Linked DNA regions of Sus scrofa: region 1 is linked to region 2. The links are chromatin contacts, called in public Hi-C maps. All regions are on one chromosome and are shown on one strand. The core of a region is the stretch at or near the end of the contact, and the rest is flanking DNA. Distances in the headings are between cores, read along the strand shown.

What was found. Hi-C and Micro-C count contacts between places; a contact is called where the count stands out from the background.
Region 1: a Hi-C map of omental adipose tissue shows a contact between it and region 2, with 2.1 times the contacts expected there. The contact joins two enhancer-like sites. A contact is called at or near these places in 8 of 47 Hi-C or Micro-C datasets (embryonic fibroblasts, mesenteric adipose tissue, omental adipose tissue and 2 more) and 1 of 2 datasets of contacts at active chromatin or transcription factors (skeletal muscle).

Annotation. Positions count from the first base shown.
Region 1 is chr10:65,956,852-65,960,374 of Sscrofa11.1, forward strand. No RefSeq gene overlaps it. Among named protein-coding and RNA genes, the nearest start is that of AKR1E2, 270 kb to the left of the region's middle. Within about 2 kb of position 1,385, at least 32 of the 83 cell types and tissues checked have an H3K27ac peak or open chromatin away from gene starts, as enhancers often do. A contact at or near this core is called in mesenteric adipose tissue, omental adipose tissue and skeletal muscle, where this site is marked.
Region 2 is chr10:65,816,041-65,819,529 of Sscrofa11.1, forward strand. No RefSeq gene overlaps it. Among named protein-coding and RNA genes, the nearest start is that of AKR1E2, 120 kb to the left of the region's middle. Within about 2 kb of position 2,136, at least 10 of the 83 cell types and tissues checked have an H3K27ac peak or open chromatin away from gene starts, as enhancers often do. A contact at or near this core is called in mesenteric adipose tissue, omental adipose tissue and skeletal muscle, where this site is marked.

The sequences.
Region 1 (3,523 bases), core at 135-2,634, 140 kb after region 2:
ATGGATAGCCATGTAATGGGTACTCTCTCTCCTCTCTTGGCAGTTTGATAAAATGACTTCAATTTTCTCACTGGTTCCTCTCCAGAGAGAGGCAGAATAATTGGTACCCAAAGACTAGTCCAGTCATGGTTACGCTTTAAAAAAGAGAACAAACAGTAATAGAGAAACTATTAACTCTGCAGATATGAAATATTAGAATACATCATTTTATCATCTCATTTAATGAAAATGGGAAAATGGAACCTAATCTTTCACTGTTCGACAATAAAAAAAACAAACCAAAGGAAAAAATTCTATTCACACAACTAACAATGATATAGATGAAAGACTCGCCTGGATTTTTCCTAATATGGCAGAGTTTCAAGGCAAAGGACTCAAAAAAAAAAAAAAGAAAAAGGAAAACCCCATATGGTGCTGAGGATGGAGGGTCAAATTCCTAAGTTATCATTTAAAAGATAAGCTCTGTGAGGCCCGTGGGAGTTTTATCCCCTTTAACCACATATATGTGAGCGGTTATTATGGTGTGGTTTTGTCGAGGGAACTTAGCAACGAGATAAAATAACAGCTGTATATTTTGCAGAGAAGTTTGCTTAGGAAGGCAGTTGCCATGGGAACGCCTGGCAATAGCGATTTGATTTTGTGTCGAATGAAAGCGATGAGTTTACTTTGTCTCCGTTGTTTTCCTCCCCCTGGCAACTTCTGGAGGAAAGAGAGAAGGCTAAGTAGCCTTTTCCAGAATTTGCATATTAAAAAAGCAATCCACTTCATTTTTGAATAGACGGGGAGAAGACTCTATGGACAAGCGCTCGAATCATGTACTTTACACCAACAAATACGTATTGTGTAAATTTACTGTATTTCAAAAGCGCTCAGACGGCCTCCGCTTTGTTCGGTAGTCCCACTTCACTCCGATGAGTCACATTCAATAAGTCCTCAGAAATGTGCCCAAAATAGTTGCAGCTGGGAGATAAAAAAAAAAAAAAAAAAAAAAATCTTATGAATGAGCAAAAACGAAGTGAATTATACGCCGCGGGGAAGTCTCTCAATGAAAAAAATCTGGTAAACAGACGCTGGGGTGGGGGCACGGGAAACAGATGCTGACTGATAAGGATTTGCTTATTTTACCAGGGAGACAGGGCATGGCGGCGCTGAGGCTCCAGTGAGGGTTTCGTGGGCTGTTTTCTCCCTGCAGGTGGCAGGGCTTCCGTGAACTGAAATATGGGCATCAAAAGATGACATGCCCCTCACCCCTGAGAGACGTGGGGCAGTCATTTCTTTCATTCAGATGGAGGAATTCAAGATGGGCAGGAGTCACAGACGCCTGCAGAAGATGGCTTTACCGCACAGCCCTGGAAGGTCCACCTTCCAAGGCCAGGGTCGGGTGTCACCAAGGAGGGAACAAAAGCCAGTTCACACTCTCTCCGGAGCACATCCTTTGCCCTCGGCTTCCATGTCAGGCCTCCTCCCCGAGAAAGCCTATTTTCAGATGACCGGACAAAGTGACAGCAGATCTGCCATCTCTAGGGATTGCCTGTTGTGTCCGGGTGTAGAGAACGATCATTTCCCAACAGAGTCAAAATCTGTTTGTTTCAAGTAAGCTCAGAAAGCCTATGGAAAGTCAGAGAGACAAGGAACAGATTTATTTTTAAAGCAGAGTCATTAGAAAGACAAAGAAACTGGAGGCTTCTGATCTTCATTATTTTCGAAAGCTGTGAGGCCTCTCTCTAGCTGTCGGAGCTTGGCTTTCGCTTGGAGAAGGAAGAATGGCCCTTGCACTTAGCCCTTCACCTTTCTTGGCTGGTGACTAAGTCAGCAGTCTTGGGGGATACACGGAGAACTCTCTGAATGCATTCGGTGGAAGCTGAGTCTTGGTGTTTTCAGGGCTGCTTTGACAATGTAAAGCCGCTTTATAGGAAAGCCGGTCCTGTTTTGACCAGGAGGCTTTGCCTGATGGTGCATTGCTTCTGGCCTGTCTCTGAGCAGCTCGGAGCAAGCCAGCCTGGAACAGGAGAAGGGGACCTTCAGAAGACTTTGCAAGAGTTAATGTTTATTTCACACGCATCATGCATCCCACACTGTGACTTTTGAGCATGACTTGACATTCACAAAACAACACTGGGAGGTCAGCACTCTTACTGTTGCCACGTTAGAGGCAGAGACGCCGTACAACCTGCCCACGTTCTCCAGGTGGATTCTTTTAGGAGCCTGGGCTGGGTCCTGAGCCGGTTAAAAGGCTGCAAGGCGCTCTCACCGCCCACGGGTCGGAGGTCAGCTGGGCCATCCTCCAGCTCCTCCTGCCTCTGACCACAGAAAGCGCAGTGCACAGCCAGCGACCTCTGGGGCTTGTCCCAGCTCACTCCCCAATCCGTCTTTTTCCATATACTTCTTTTTATTTCGTTTTCCTGCTGATCTGGAACCTACTCAGCTATCTGGAATTGTCTTGAAATGCACTCATGGCCTTGACTAATTTGACTATTGACAACCTTGTTTTAAAATTATCCCCATCTGGAGTTCCCCTTGGGGCTCAGTGGTTAACGAACCTGACTAGCATCCATGAAGACACGGGTTCGATCCCTGGCCTAGCTCAGTGGGTTAAGGCTCTGGTATTGCCATGAGCTGTGGTGTAGGTCACAGATGTGGCTCGAATCCCACGTTGCTGTGGCTCTGGTGCAGGCTGGCGGCTGTATCTCTGATTCGACCCCTAGCTTGGGGACCTCCTTATACTGCTGGTGTGGTCCTAAAAAACAAAAAGACAAAAAAAGAAAAATTAAAAAAAATAAAAATAAATAAAAATCCCCTAGCTAATCATGATGTACAATAGCAAAGCAAAAAAAAAAAAAAAAAAAGAAAGAAATAAAATTATCCCCATCTGAGGTTATTAGAATATATCTGAAATAAAATTAGGGCCATATGAAAATGGAATATAGAGCCCACACTAATATAATCACAGAAATGAAAGGTTAACGAGAGTCCTCTGAGCTTCAGAAAGTTTTATCTTTGGATATGGATATGGTAACAAGCTACTATTTTATCTTCACTTTGGACTTAATATGAAAAGATACCTTTATCCTGGAAGAGAAATCACACGAGCTGTACACGGGAAGGACACTGGGCTGGTGCGCGGGAAGCCCAGAGCTTTGCCAGAACTTCAGTAAGAGAAATGCCTTCCACGGGGAATTGGCCCACGGCAGTCCTTGCTTTGAATACCCAGCTCAAAATGCAAGGCGTAAGGTCAAAGGATCAGGATGGATGATCCTGTGATTTTATGAACCAGAGGTTCTATAAATCTATTTCAATCTCTAAAGGTGCTATATTCTGACACTTTTTTTTTTTTGCATTTCTTATTTAAATGCTTTTTTAGCCTAAAAATAGTTTGACACGTCCAGGAATCCACTATTGCTTCTTAATACTGTATTAAAGTTAAAAAATAGCCTAACAAATCTAATGTACTGAGATAGTTGCTCAAGTTAAAAGCGGAAGATCTGTACCTGAGAATAAACATAGAGGACTGATCTTAGTAGAA
Region 2 (3,489 bases), core at 886-3,385:
CTGCTGAAAGCAGGTCTAAGAAAGGCATTTGGCTTCAAGGTCCTCTGCTGACCGTAATAAATTGCTCGTGAGACTGTAGATCTGAAGACTTTATTGTATCCAAACTGGCTCTGAGGAAATGCTGAATTTCATAAATAATAATAACAGCAATGACGATGAACTTGGATGTGTCAACTTTCCAAGCAAATTGGAGCTGCACGTAACTTCAAAAGGAAGAAATGCTTTTGCTAGCTGTGGACTTAGAAATGCAGATGTGTCATACTTTAGGCTCTTGATTAGAACAAAACCCTGACAAATGCAGAATCATTTGTAAAAATAGGCATGTGTGAATACTACACATATTCTACATATATACATCATATGCAGTATACACACACACAATACTATGTAAAACTACAGGTATAGAAATACGGACACAAACACAGGCATACATTTAAAAAGCACACTATAAAAATATATATGTTCAAAGATATAAAGTATGCTAAAGTACATAAATGCTATAAAAGTGTGCATGTAATATATGACTATTATTAGTACATGTATTACATACACATATGTAATATATTACACATTAATACCATTATTAATATTAGTAGTATATTCTAAGTATATAGACTAATATATTTTAAAATATATACTCTTTTAATACACACTATAGTATATACTGATGTATTTTTTAAAACTGAAAGAAACCTAGTTTCCTTTTTATTTGTGTTCCTACGGGTGGCAGCCGCTTTTTTCCGGGTCTCTCTCATTAGCCGTGATTAGGATATTCCCTAATTCTAAGTCCTCATTTCTCAGTGTAGACTGTGGGTCCCCAGCCTGGGAGGAGGGAGCGGGGTTTCCCGGTTTTATAAACACAAGTCTCCCTGGAGATTCCTACCAACAGAGGACGAGGCTCCCCGGACACTTACTGAGGGTGGCCACTAGGGGGCACAGGTGTCCACGTTTCTGCATTTGGGGCAGCTGTGCTTCCCTGGCGCTGGGAAACTCTGATTCAGATCATTGCTGCAATTAGAGTTTTCAGGTGAAGATTTCCCCGTCTTTTCAAGTCTTTTCAGCCTTGAAACAAATTACATTTTATCGTTGTAAAGGTTAATTCAAATTCAGTGAACAATTTGGAAAATACCTAAGGTAGGACCACAGAAACAAAACCAAGGATGACCACTAAAATTTCCATCATCAAGAAATAAATATTCTGACAATATTTTGGTTTTCTGCCTATATGTTTTTGTGTATTTGTGTGTGTGTGTATATATATATAATTATATTATGAAATGAATGTTACAAAATGAATATAAATGAAAATTATATTATGAAATACCCAAAATTATATAATTTAATATATAATGTATATTTATATCTTATATCATATTTGCATATACCATATCATTCATACATGTATAGTTTTCAAAAATGGAGATTGCTTTGAAATACTCAATTATATTCTGTTTCTCTTCTCATTTCATTTATACTTTTTCTCAGTTTGGGTGGTGAACACATACATTTCATGACAAAATATATGAGAATTGAGCACTCTGCAAAAGGGATTCAGCATTGTACTGACTGTGGGCTCCATGAAATAAAATGAGGGCAGGGGGTTCCCCTCACGGCTCAGTGGTTAACAAACCCGACTAGCATCCGTGAGGACGCGGGTTGGATTCCTGGCCTCACTCAGTGGGTTAAGGATCATGAGCTGTGGTGTAGGTCGCAGATGCGGCACAGATCCCGAGTTGCTGTGGCTGTGGCTGTGGCCAGCAGCTGTAGCTCCAATTCGACCCCTGGCCTGTGAACTTCCATATGCCACGGGTGTGGACCTAAAAAACAAAAACAAAAAAAAGAAAAGAAAAAAAAGAGGGCATATCTCCAATTTTCATCAGCACGTCTGGGTCACAGACTCAGGAGAGACTTCATTGCAAGCTCATATTCTACCCTACTTGCTGCAAAGAGCCTTAGCTAGTTTAAGGATGTCAAAATCTTAGCATATCCTATTGCTAAAAGCTCTGGTTTTACATGCGGTACCGTGGTACGACTTTTATGCCTTAGAACTTTCCATCTTGCCATCTTCCAGCCTTTGGAAGACATGTTTTCTGCAGTATTTACTTGGAATATTTTCCCATCATTTTTGTATTCTATTGGGTAACTTGGAAAGCTTGACTAATATAATCTTTCAGACTGCCAAGAACTAACAGGCAGAAATTAGATCAGCTAAGTTTACTCTTTCTCTTAATAAATATTTTGTGAGACTCTGCTGCAGTCTGATTCATGGACAAATGTTACACAAGGCAGACTTTGCCTACTTTCTAGCCTCTGCCTAAAATGCCACTCTCAGCAGCAAAGTGATGTGTTTCTCTGTCACCTCTAGGTACAGAAAGAAAAACTTTAGTTTGGACATTACTGAGTCAGGCACACAAACCTAGAGACCTCGCAGGTCTGTAGTGAGGCGAGGAATGCGGTAGGTCCCAGGGTTACGGCTCAAACCCCGTGTCTTGCACTCTTGGGGCTCATTAATGACTTCTAAGGCCTTCCTGTAACCACTGGGACAATTAATTTAATTAAAATCAACCTAATTCAGCCAACATCCGGTTCTGCTAGAGAATATATTAGATACTCTCATGCATTAAAAAAAAATTTGCTTCTAATTCAATAAATATTACTGGAAATCAGCTATCCACGTGGAAAAGGTAAATGACATTAAAAAGTAAATTTTACCTAAGGTGGAACTACGTGTAAAGAACAAAACTTTAAAATGTGGAGGAAAAACACAGAAGAGTCTCTTCATGTCCACAGGGAGGGAAAAATTAAGTCCGATCAGAAAGGAAAAACACAAATCATGAATGCAATCAGTTCATCAATCAATCAAATTTAATATATTTAAATTAAATTAAAACAATTTAAATAAATATTTAATTATATTAAATTTTTGATTAAAAATAACAAGCCACAGACGGGAGGAATAAAGAGACTGACAGTGCATACAATTAATACAAAACTATCAACCAAAGTAGAATTTTACAACATAACTCCAAGAAGAAGACCAAAAAAGGGGAAAAAAAGGGAAAGATAAGGAGAACAGAACACTTCACAGAAGGTGAATTTTTATAGGACAATAAAATGATGCAGACGTGTTAAAATAGTGGAAAAAAAGGGAAATAAACTGAATGTCCATTGGCAGCATTGGTGAGTATAGTTTTATATCGCTATAAACGAGAATTTATTATTCCCTGGATTTTTGTTTTCCTGAGGTTGTTCATTAAAATAATCTCGGTCTGTCTTTCCAACAATTTAAACAGAGCCACTAAAAGGATCTGGTGCTATTCATTTAAGTTAAGATGGATGTGACAGTTGAGAGAAGCGACGTTAGTATAATTTTGTTTACATTTTTCTCAGAGCAATGTGTTTTTTTAAGAACAAAAGAACGGGACTAAATCAACTCCATTCATGCAAAAGAAAATGGCTGCTTTTGCCAAAGATCCTGATGTGCCTGAA